Regions from separate parts of the Mus musculus genome. Here region 1 is linked to region 2. Evidence: chromatin contacts called from public Hi-C data. All regions are on one chromosome and are shown on one strand. Each heading gives the region's core, a stretch centred on a gene start, on an enhancer-like site or on the middle of the called end of the contact. The rest is flanking DNA. Distances are from core to core; before and after follow the strand shown.

The links. A called contact is a pair of places that touch in the nucleus more often than the background predicts.
Region 1: a contact with region 2 is called in a Hi-C map of centrocytes, with 1.9 times the contacts expected there. The contact joins two enhancer-like sites. A contact is called at or near these places in 3 of 484 Hi-C or Micro-C datasets (CD4 T cells, centroblasts and centrocytes), 1 of 115 datasets of contacts at active chromatin or transcription factors (memory CD8 T cells) and 1 of 9 other capture datasets (liver).

Annotation. Positions count from the first base shown.
Region 1 is chr5:147,472,378-147,477,053 of GRCm38.p6, forward strand. The region is part of intron 4 of Pan3 (PAN3 poly(A) specific ribonuclease subunit); the gene reads left to right. Among named protein-coding and RNA genes, the nearest start is that of Pan3, 45 kb to the left of the region's middle. Within about 2 kb of position 1,729, at least 27 of the 459 cell types and tissues checked have an H3K27ac peak or open chromatin away from gene starts, as enhancers often do. A contact at or near this core is called in centroblasts and centrocytes, where this site is marked.
Region 2 is chr5:147,338,776-147,343,485 of GRCm38.p6, forward strand. Flt3 (FMS-like tyrosine kinase 3) reads right to left here. Exons shown (of 24, transcript NM_010229.2): 20 at 2,438-2,560. Among named protein-coding and RNA genes, the nearest start is that of Urad, 19 kb to the left of the region's middle. Within about 2 kb of position 2,431, at least 83 of the 459 cell types and tissues checked have an H3K27ac peak or open chromatin away from gene starts, as enhancers often do. A contact at or near this core is called in centroblasts and centrocytes, where this site is marked.

The sequences.
Region 1 (4,676 bases), core at 479-2,978, 130 kb after region 2:
CTTTTTTGGGGAGGAAGGTGGTTCATAACACAGGCACTGGAACGTGTTACTGAGTCTCTGTACTTCTGTTACACTGTCTCATTGTAAGTGGGGCCTGAACGTGTTTCTTTTCTCTCAGGAGATGGTGTTAATGTGGCCTTCCCAGGGAGCACTGTTAAGTCTGGAGGAAATAGACATATCTCACTGTTCTCTAGTAGTTCTTAGTTGAAAGTTTTTCTATTTTTGGGTGATTTTCTTTAATCTGTTTGTCGTTTTCCACTGAATTGTGCACTATTTGAAACTATACTTTTTTTCTCAAATTATTTTGGTCATTATTGTAAACATCACTTTGATTTTCTTTTACTGAGCAGTTATGTGTAATTTTGTAGTAATTATTCTAAAACCATATGTATATATAGGTGTTAGTGTGTGTGTGTGTCATGCATGCATGGGTACATACACCTATGTGTGTGCTTTTGGAGCCAGAAGTTGACATTGGTGTCATTCTTCATATCTGTTTGCTTTATTTTAGTTTTTATAAGAATTATTTTACGTGTACAGTTGTTTGCATGTATGGATGTGTGCTTGGTGACCATGTTTCATCTTGTAAGAATCTGATGCCTACTTGAATGACAGGATTGAGTGATGTAAAGCTCTATAAAATGTTTGTGGTATTAGAGATTAGAATTTGCCTGAAAGTACTGATGTATTAAAGGCATTCATGCTGCCTCAGAAGTTTTAAAATAGTTATGAACCATAAGTTTTTCGCATTACTGTGATAGTAGCTTATCTGGTAAAATGATGAAATGCATGAAGACTGTTGGGTTTGTGCTGGGTCCGGCATGGCTGCATAAGGGGAGGTGTGACACAGTTCCTGCCCCTGGAGCATTACCAGGCTGTTGATCGTCACGGTCCCCACACGTGCTGATGGATGCTGTTGCCCTCAAGCTGATCTGCTGTCTTTACTACTTTACTTTCAGTCTCTCTCTGGGGAATATACTTCCCCCGTTGCCATAATCAATGAAACAGATGTGGTTCTCAGGAGTGAGGAATGGAGGTGGTCATGAGGCTGAGGAGGATGAGGAGCATGCCTTCTGCTTGGCCTTTAGGGCCATGGGAAAGGATCTAGACAACATAACCACAGAGGCCATAAAAGCCTACGTGGTCCTTTGTTGAAATAGTTCATTGCCAGACTTGGCCTTGAATTTAAAATCGTGAGGAGATACAGGTACCCTCTGGTCCAATGACTGCTGCATTAATTAGCCAGGGTGAACTTGGGGACATCAAGGACAGAATTAAAGTGGTCTCAAGAAGAAAAGGCACGGATAGAAAAAAATAGTAATCTATAAAATATGAGTGAACGATAGACAGTTTTATAGGAGAAAGACTTATGATGTATAATTTAGAACAAATGGTACTAGAAGGAGAGTACATGAGGGCATTGGAATTGCTAGGATAGGAAGCAAAGATTAGAGAAATAAAAAGATGATAGATAAGCATATAAAAAGTTAGTACTTTGTTCTTCTGGCTACTTGAAGAGTTGGAGTTGATAGTGCCTGGAGAGACAAAGAGCTCACTGTGTTACTTAACCTAAAGTTTAAAACTTTGTAAGGAATCATTTTAACTTTAGTAGTATATCATCTTTCGATTTTCCATGAAAATAGTTACTAAAAGACTGCTGTCTGCTGTACCAAGAAACCGCAAGAGCTGTGCCTAGCTAGCCGTGAAGAACAGGCTATGTAAAACCTATGAGGAAATGTGCTTTTGCTTTGTGTTTAGTTTCTGCTCTAAGGGAGTGAGGCTTGGGACTATTGATCTGAGACTCAATAGAATTTATGTAAATGTAAGAATTTTAAATATTATGAACAATGAGCAAAGCCTTGATGATATAATTTAAAAAATAAAAGACTGGGTTTAGGCTCTCTGGTCAGAAAGGAAAAGAAGGAAAATGATGAGAATCCTCAGGGAACAGAGAGCACCTGAACTGACAGCTTGCATCTGCTACTGACCCTGAGTCATTACTGAATCAGCACCACTCCCATCCCTGCCTCTCTCAGGACCCTTCTCACGCTGAGGCTGGACCTTGGCAGGTTTGTGAGAGGATCCATTTGATTTCCTTGTCTACTTGTCAGTATCTCCTTTGATGTAACTTCACCCTCTTGAGACCTACTTCATAAGTAGGTGCACGTTAGTGTTATGGATCACAGATCCTTCTGTGAGTGCTTTCTCTAACTGGTGCTTCTTTTAGGAACTCAGAGAAGTTTTGGAAGCTCCTTAGATATGCTTAGTTCTTTAGTTACTCACTAGGTTAGAGTGCTACTTCAGGTAGGTTTTAGTCTTTAGGGCCCAGGGATAGGAATATTATAGATTTTGATGGAATAGACTGGAATTAGTAAGTGTAAGAGTTTGCTTATATTAGGTTATATATTATTAGGTTAGAGTTCCTTGGGACTTTGGAGAGTTAGAGAACTGCAGTGACTGCAGTCCCTTGAAGTGAATGCAGTGCTCTCTGCCTCCATCCCCTTAGCACTGTCTCCATCTCCCCATTCCCTTTCCCTGATTCTACCCAGCCTGCTGTTTCCTGGTAAGTAATGGCCAGTGAACCTGGGAGATTCTTATTCAGACCCTTTGGTGCTGTGGTTTGTGTTCTCTCCTGGTACAGGATGCCTTGGAATCTGGCTTTACTGCTGTTTGCAGATCTTTGCTTTGGCTTTTCAAGAACTTCTTCCTGTAGAAAGATTTCTTCCTTCTAACTTATAAATATGCCATGTTTATCTTCTATTATCTTGGTAACCAGCAAGAAAGAATACTACATAAGGAAAGGGCTCATATGTCTGGGCAACTGTGCAGCAGATTTGGGAGCCTAGTTCCTACTTGTGTGAGCTCCTTTCATGCCTTTCGTTCATCCCTTAGCTGAAGTTTGCACTTTCACCAGTCACTTGAAAATAATTTTGATAAGGCTATCTACTAGTTAGAAGTTAATGGCATTTGTATTAGTTAGCTTTTTGTTGCTGTGATAAATACCACACCCAAAAGTAATTTAGTAAAGAAAGGGTTCATTTTGGCTTTTGGTTCTAGAGGTTTAGAGCACATGAGTGGTGAGGAGGGCATGTTAGTTAGCAAGTACATAACATTTTCATCTGCATACATGGGAAGCAGAGAACAGGAAATGTTGTAAAATTTCAAAGCATGCCCTTAGTGACATAGTTCCTTTATCAAAGGCTCCAGTTTCTAAAGGTTCTTTCACTGCCACCCCTAAACAGTACCACCAGCTTGCTAGCTAGAGCTAAGTGTCGAAGTACATGAGCCTGTAGTGCATCAGCTTGCAACCTGTAGGTTTCAACCTCTTTGGGGGTCTTTCACAGGACCCTTTTACAGGGGCAGCCTTAGACCGTGTGCATATCAGATATTTTACATTACAGTTCTTAACAGTAGCAAAGTTACAGTTAGAAAATAGCAACAAAGTAAATTTTTGGTGGAAGGCCACCACAACACGAGGAACTGTATCATTGGGAAGGTGGAGAACCACTGCTCTAGGGGAACATTTCTTATTCATTTGGCTACACTCTGCTCCGTATTCTCCATAGGCATGGCCATATCATGATGCAGATGGATTTAGTCTAATTTTAGATGCCCTTGGAGTGTTTGACAATTTCAACGCTGTTCAAAAGCCCAAAGTCTCTTCTGACACAATGATCTCTTAACTATCATTAAAAAAAAAAAAGAAAAGAAAGCAAATTATATATTTCCAACATACAATGGCATAGAATATACTATAATAAATGGGAGCACAGCCAGGAAAAACTGGACCAACACAAGGCTGAAACCCAGAAGGGTAAATAGAAAATTCTGTAGCTCCATGACTGGTTCTAGGTGTTTAGTTGCAAAGGGCTTATTACTTAGATGACTGCACTTCTGGCTTCGTTATCTGCAACATGCATCTCTCTTTCGGGCTTGTTTTACTTTCTGTCTACAGCTAGAGAGATGAGTTAGTGTCAGAAGTGGAAGAAGTAACGGTTAGGGGCCAGGTCAAAAAGAAGACACCAGGCAGTGGTGGTGCACGCCTTTAATCCCAGCACTTGGGAAGCAGAGGCAGGCGGATTTCTGAGTTCAAGGCCAGTCTGATCTACAGAGTGAGTTCCAGGACAGCCAGGGTTACACAGAGAAACCCTGTCCTCCCCCCCCCCCCCCCAAAAAAAAAGCTAGGTTTTCCGGAGTCTGGAGAGATGGCTCATCGGTTAAGAGCACTGACTACTCTTCCAGAGGTCCTGAGTTCAATTCTCAGCAACCACATGGTGGCTCACAACCATTCGTAATAAGATCTGATGCCCTCTTCTGATGTGTCTGAAGACAGCTACAGTGTACTCACATAAATAAAATAAACAAATAAATCTTTAAAAAAAAAAGAAAAGGAAAAAAAAGAAAAGAAAAGATAAGATAAGGGTTTTCAAATACAAAACGAGTGAAGGGCATATTAAGGGAAGTAGAATGTTTCTGGTGTAATTTCAGGAGAAGGCTAGTAAAGTGGTGTGGTTACTGAGTGTGGCACTGGTCACTGCTGATTACTCTTATTTAGGGTGACAACAACAAAGAGCAATGAGTAGGGCAGGGAGAAATAACCGTGCTTACTGTAATTGCAGCCATGCATATAGCACGTGACTTGGTTGCACCTTTAAGGTTTTCCTGTACAGAGGCAC
Region 2 (4,710 bases), core at 1,181-3,680:
AAACACACAAATCAACCTGCCTTTGCCTCCTGAGAGCTGGGTTTAAAGGCGTAGGGCACCACTCCTGGCAAAATACACTTCTTTAAAAGTCATCTTGGACACAGGCTTGTGCTTGGGATTGGCAAGTGCCGTAGCGATGCCGTTCGTTCGTTAAGGAAGAGCTCTGTATTTGCTCAGAGGTCGACAAGTTCAAGGCCGCGGGGAGAATCATTTACGGGAGCTTTCCTCAGAACTGAGAAGCATCGCCCTCAAGGACTTACGTGATCATGCCTAGAGTAACCATAGCTGCCCTCCGGGGCTTGAATAACTTCCAGAGGCGGGACAGGGGGTTGGCCTCTGTTTGCACAGGCTTTGATTTGCATCAGGACACAGTGGCTGGTTAGCTCCTGGGGCACGGAGTTTTGTTCTGATTTGGTTCCAGTAGGAACCTCATGTGTTTAATTGGCCAGGCTAAAGAAGAGCCCCAGAAGGAAATCCTCTTTTAAATCCTATGCAAATGGAGTCACTGGCCCAATCTGTGGTCCAGGCTGGGTTACCTGATTCATTAACAGAAGGTTCTGAACGGAATTCACCTTCCCACAGGAGAGCCCACTGGTGGGGTGAAAACCCCATAAGCACACAGAGAGGTCAGTGTACTGTAACCACAGCCAGCGACCATCCCTGGGAACCGGCTCTAAGCCACCTGAGATGAGCATTCATTGGAGTTCTCATTTTGGGTTAAAGGGCTATGTCATTGATTGTATTGGTTGGTTTCTGAGAACCTAGGAAGTAAAATCAGAATCCTGTAGGAAGTTAGTCAGGAGGACACCACCGTGAACGACAGGGATGCAGGCTCTGCACGCTCACATCCACACGGGGCAAGTTAGCAACCGCGGGCAAGTTGCTTTTCTTTGTCTCAATTTCCTCTTCACAGAGTGGGTATTTTCAGACCGAAGTGAGTACTGAGAGTGTCGAGCAGAGAGGAGGAACTGGGGCAGCCTGGGCTGCTGTCATTTCATAAGCAGGGATGATGGTACTGAGACTCCCCTCCCCCTCCCCCCTGCCCCCCTCCCCCAGCACTGGCTGAACACACAGCACCAGGGGGACTTGCACCAAGGTGTCCTAATTCCTTCTTTTTCTTCCTCATTCTGAGGCTTGAACCAAAGCCTCGCGAAGGCCAGGCCAGAGCTCTACGCCTGAGCTCTTCAGCCCTTACTGTTCATTTCATTCTTTCTTTCTTTAAAAATTTGATGCCAGGGGGACATGGTGGCAGCGCACATCCTTAGCCCCAGTGCTCCAGAGGCAGAGGCAGAGGCAGAGGCAGGCAGATCTCTGTCTGAGTTCCGAGGCCAGCCTGGTCTACAGAGTGAGTTCCAGGACAGCCAGGGCTACACAGAGAAACCCTGTCTTGAAAAATGAAAAGAAGAATAATTATGTTTTTATTCCTGTGCATGTGTGTGGGCGCTGGGGGAGGGTGCATGCTCGGCACACAGGTGAAGGTCAGAGGTCAACTTATACCATTCCAGTTTTTCCACCATGTGTTTTTGGGGGGCAACTCCAGCCCTCAGGCTTGGTAGCAACTACCTTTACCTGCTGAGACATCTCACTGTCTATCTGTCTGTCTATCATTGTCTATATGTCTTCTGTCTGTTTATCTATCAATCATTTGTCTGTTTATCTATCTATCATTTTCTGTCTATCTTTCTTTCTCTCTCTCTTTCTTCCCTTCTTAAACATTCATTTTTTGCCTCATCATACTTTGAATTGATTTTCACTTATGTGTAAGTATGTGCACATGAGCACACATGTCCAAAGAGGCCAGAGGCACTAGATTCCTTGGAGCTGGAGTTATAGATGCTTGCGAGCATCCTGCCGTGGGTGCTGGGTATCAAACTTGGGTCCCCTGGAAAAGCACTCTATGCTCTTAACCACTGAGCCATCTCTCTGGCCCCCTCACATTCTCTTTGAACGAACACATGTCAGTTATGTTGTATTTGGAGTCTTCCTGAACTCTTCATATAGTAACAGGGTAACAAACGCTACCAGTTAACTACAGCACCTTTAAACTTTATAGTGAATACCTGTGTGCTGCCTGTTCAGAAAAAAAAAAAACAAAAAGCTTTTTATACATGCTAGCTTGTCTCATGATCGGAAACATAAAACACATATAAAGCCACTTTATAGCTAAGGAAACCGAAACAGGTCTGAGTAAGGGCATTTTTTTTTTCAGGTGAAGATCTCATGCCAACCCCTAATGGATCTGTTCTGAGTGGCCAGCCCCCCAGAGATGCGTGGCTATTTTGCTTAGCTCTTAGTGAGCACAAAACAATCTTTTCAGCCTAAAGAAGTGAAGCACTGGGAGTTTTTTTTTTCTCCCCTTGGTGTCACCATAAATCAAAAACGCATCACAGAGAGTGCAGGTGTTTCCTGTACTCGTGACAAAAAGCAAACGGCTCACGTTGCCCCTGACGACGTAGCTGGAGTCGCTCAGGATGTCTCGGGCCAGTCCAAAGTCACAGATCTTCACCACCTTCCCGTGGGTGACCAACACATTCCTGGCTGCCAGGTCTCTGTGGACACACTGGAAGAGAGAGGCTTGAATGACATGGTCTGTGACTTACACCTTCAGAGAGAGACTCACAACAGTTACAGAGGACAGAGACCCATGACTGTCATACATCCCGAGAACACTGGCTGAGTCCTAAGTTAACTCAGCTGCAGTCATCTGAGGCATCCCTGGAGCTATGAGCCAAAGAAGTGCCAAAGGGGGCCTTCGCCTAGCTCCAGAGACGCTTCTAACAGCCGGCTTCCTGTGCGTGCGTGTGTGCGTGCGAGAACAGAATCCCTTTTGGATAAAGAACTGGCTTTCAGAATAAAAGTGCATCATATCTGACAGGCCTAGTGGTGCAGATCCATAATCGCAGCACTGGAGAGGCTGAGGCAGGAGGATTTCTAAGTTTGAGGCCAGCCTGGACTACACATAGAGGTCGTGTCTCTAAATGAATAAATAGATTAAGATTGAAGAAAGCATTCAGAAGAAGTGAGTTTGGGGGGACCAAAGAGATGATAGCTCAGTGAGAAAACGCATTAACCATGTAACCCTGATGTCCTGAGTTCGATTCCTGGGTCCCACAGTGGAAGAATTAACTCCCACAGTTTGTCCTCTGACTTCTGCACACACACTACGGTACATGGGCCCCACATTCTCATACACACACACACACACACACACACACACACACACACACACACACACACTTGCTTTCACATGCACATACAGGGTACAGGGGGCAGACAGACAGACAGAAGATAACGATGAGTTTCGAGGAGTACATGAGAGTAGAGCCCAGAGTCTCTGAAGGGAATGAACTCTGTAAGAGAGCACATGGTGTCCATGGGGGTCCACTACGCTCTCCTCAGCCTTTAAAAGAACAAAGCCTATAAAAACAGGAATGTCTGTGCCGTGACTCCTGCCCTCCTTCTCCAAGTCTGGCTTTCTTCATGTGGCATCTCCTAGATGTCTGTCCCCATCCCCATCATGTCCTCCTGACTACCTGCCCTGCCCGTATTCTTCCCAGCTGCTCTGGGAAGGCTCCTTCTGACCAGCAAGAAGGCTGCCCAGCCTGGACTGGCTTTGACTAGTCCCTCTCCCTCTGGATTCCATCCGAGGGAGGCTCTCTTGCTCTCTTGCCTGTTCCTCACCCCTTTTTCCTTGGGGTAGCCATGCTAACTTTAGTGACAGTATCAATCACAAGACACTGATCTGATGTATAGGTCTGCTTGTCTTTCTCCTAGAAACATAAAACCTGTGGGCCCTGAAGTCACATCCTCATTGGTTTTCTGCCCCAGCACAGTGTCGCATGGAGCCACACAAATGTGTGACACAGTCACAGAGTGGGGAAGAGCACAGTGCTTGGCATGATTGGAGCAGAAGGCTGCAGTGAAGACAAACCGTCTAAAAACTGGATGCCCGGGGCTGGAGAGATGGTTCAGTGGTTAAGAGCACTGACTGCTCTTCCAAAGATCCTGAGTTCAAATCCCAACAACCACATGGTGGCTCACATCTCATCCATGAGATCTGATGCCCTCTTCTGGTGCGTCTGAAGACAGTTACAGTGTACTTAGATATAATAATAAATAAATCTTAAAAAAAAAAAACTGGATGCTCTTCAAAAGTCCATGTCATAACACACCTAAGAGTAAAAATAAAAAGGCCTGCTGTAATTAGAGAACATGAACAAACTGTGCTGGATTATCTAAACTGGTCATTGCGGCTCGGCAGCACGGGGGACAGAGAATTTCTGGATTCTGAGGTCAGAAGACCTGCCTAACACCTGGGCCACGCCTTCTGGTGGCAGCCATAGAGGGTATGAAGGAGGAAGCGTTTGCATTTTGCCTGCTTGCCTTCACTCTTACTGGCAAGTCCATCTGCTCTGCTGCTGTGGTTGCTTTCTCACTGACTTCTTCAGGATCCCAATGTAGACCCAGGACCACCTGCTTTCTAAGACTTCCCCGGGACTCCAGATGGGGATTTCTGAGACATCCAGTCTCGTGCACCTTGTTGGATTACATGAACTGCTGCCTGTAAGCCGCTCTAACAAATCCCCCATATATGCGTGTGTGTATGTGTGTATGTCTGTGCATAAAATATTTTTACATAGAGAGTAAAACAATATATAATTTTATATGTATATATACTTATATATATAACTTTTTAAATTTTTACTTATT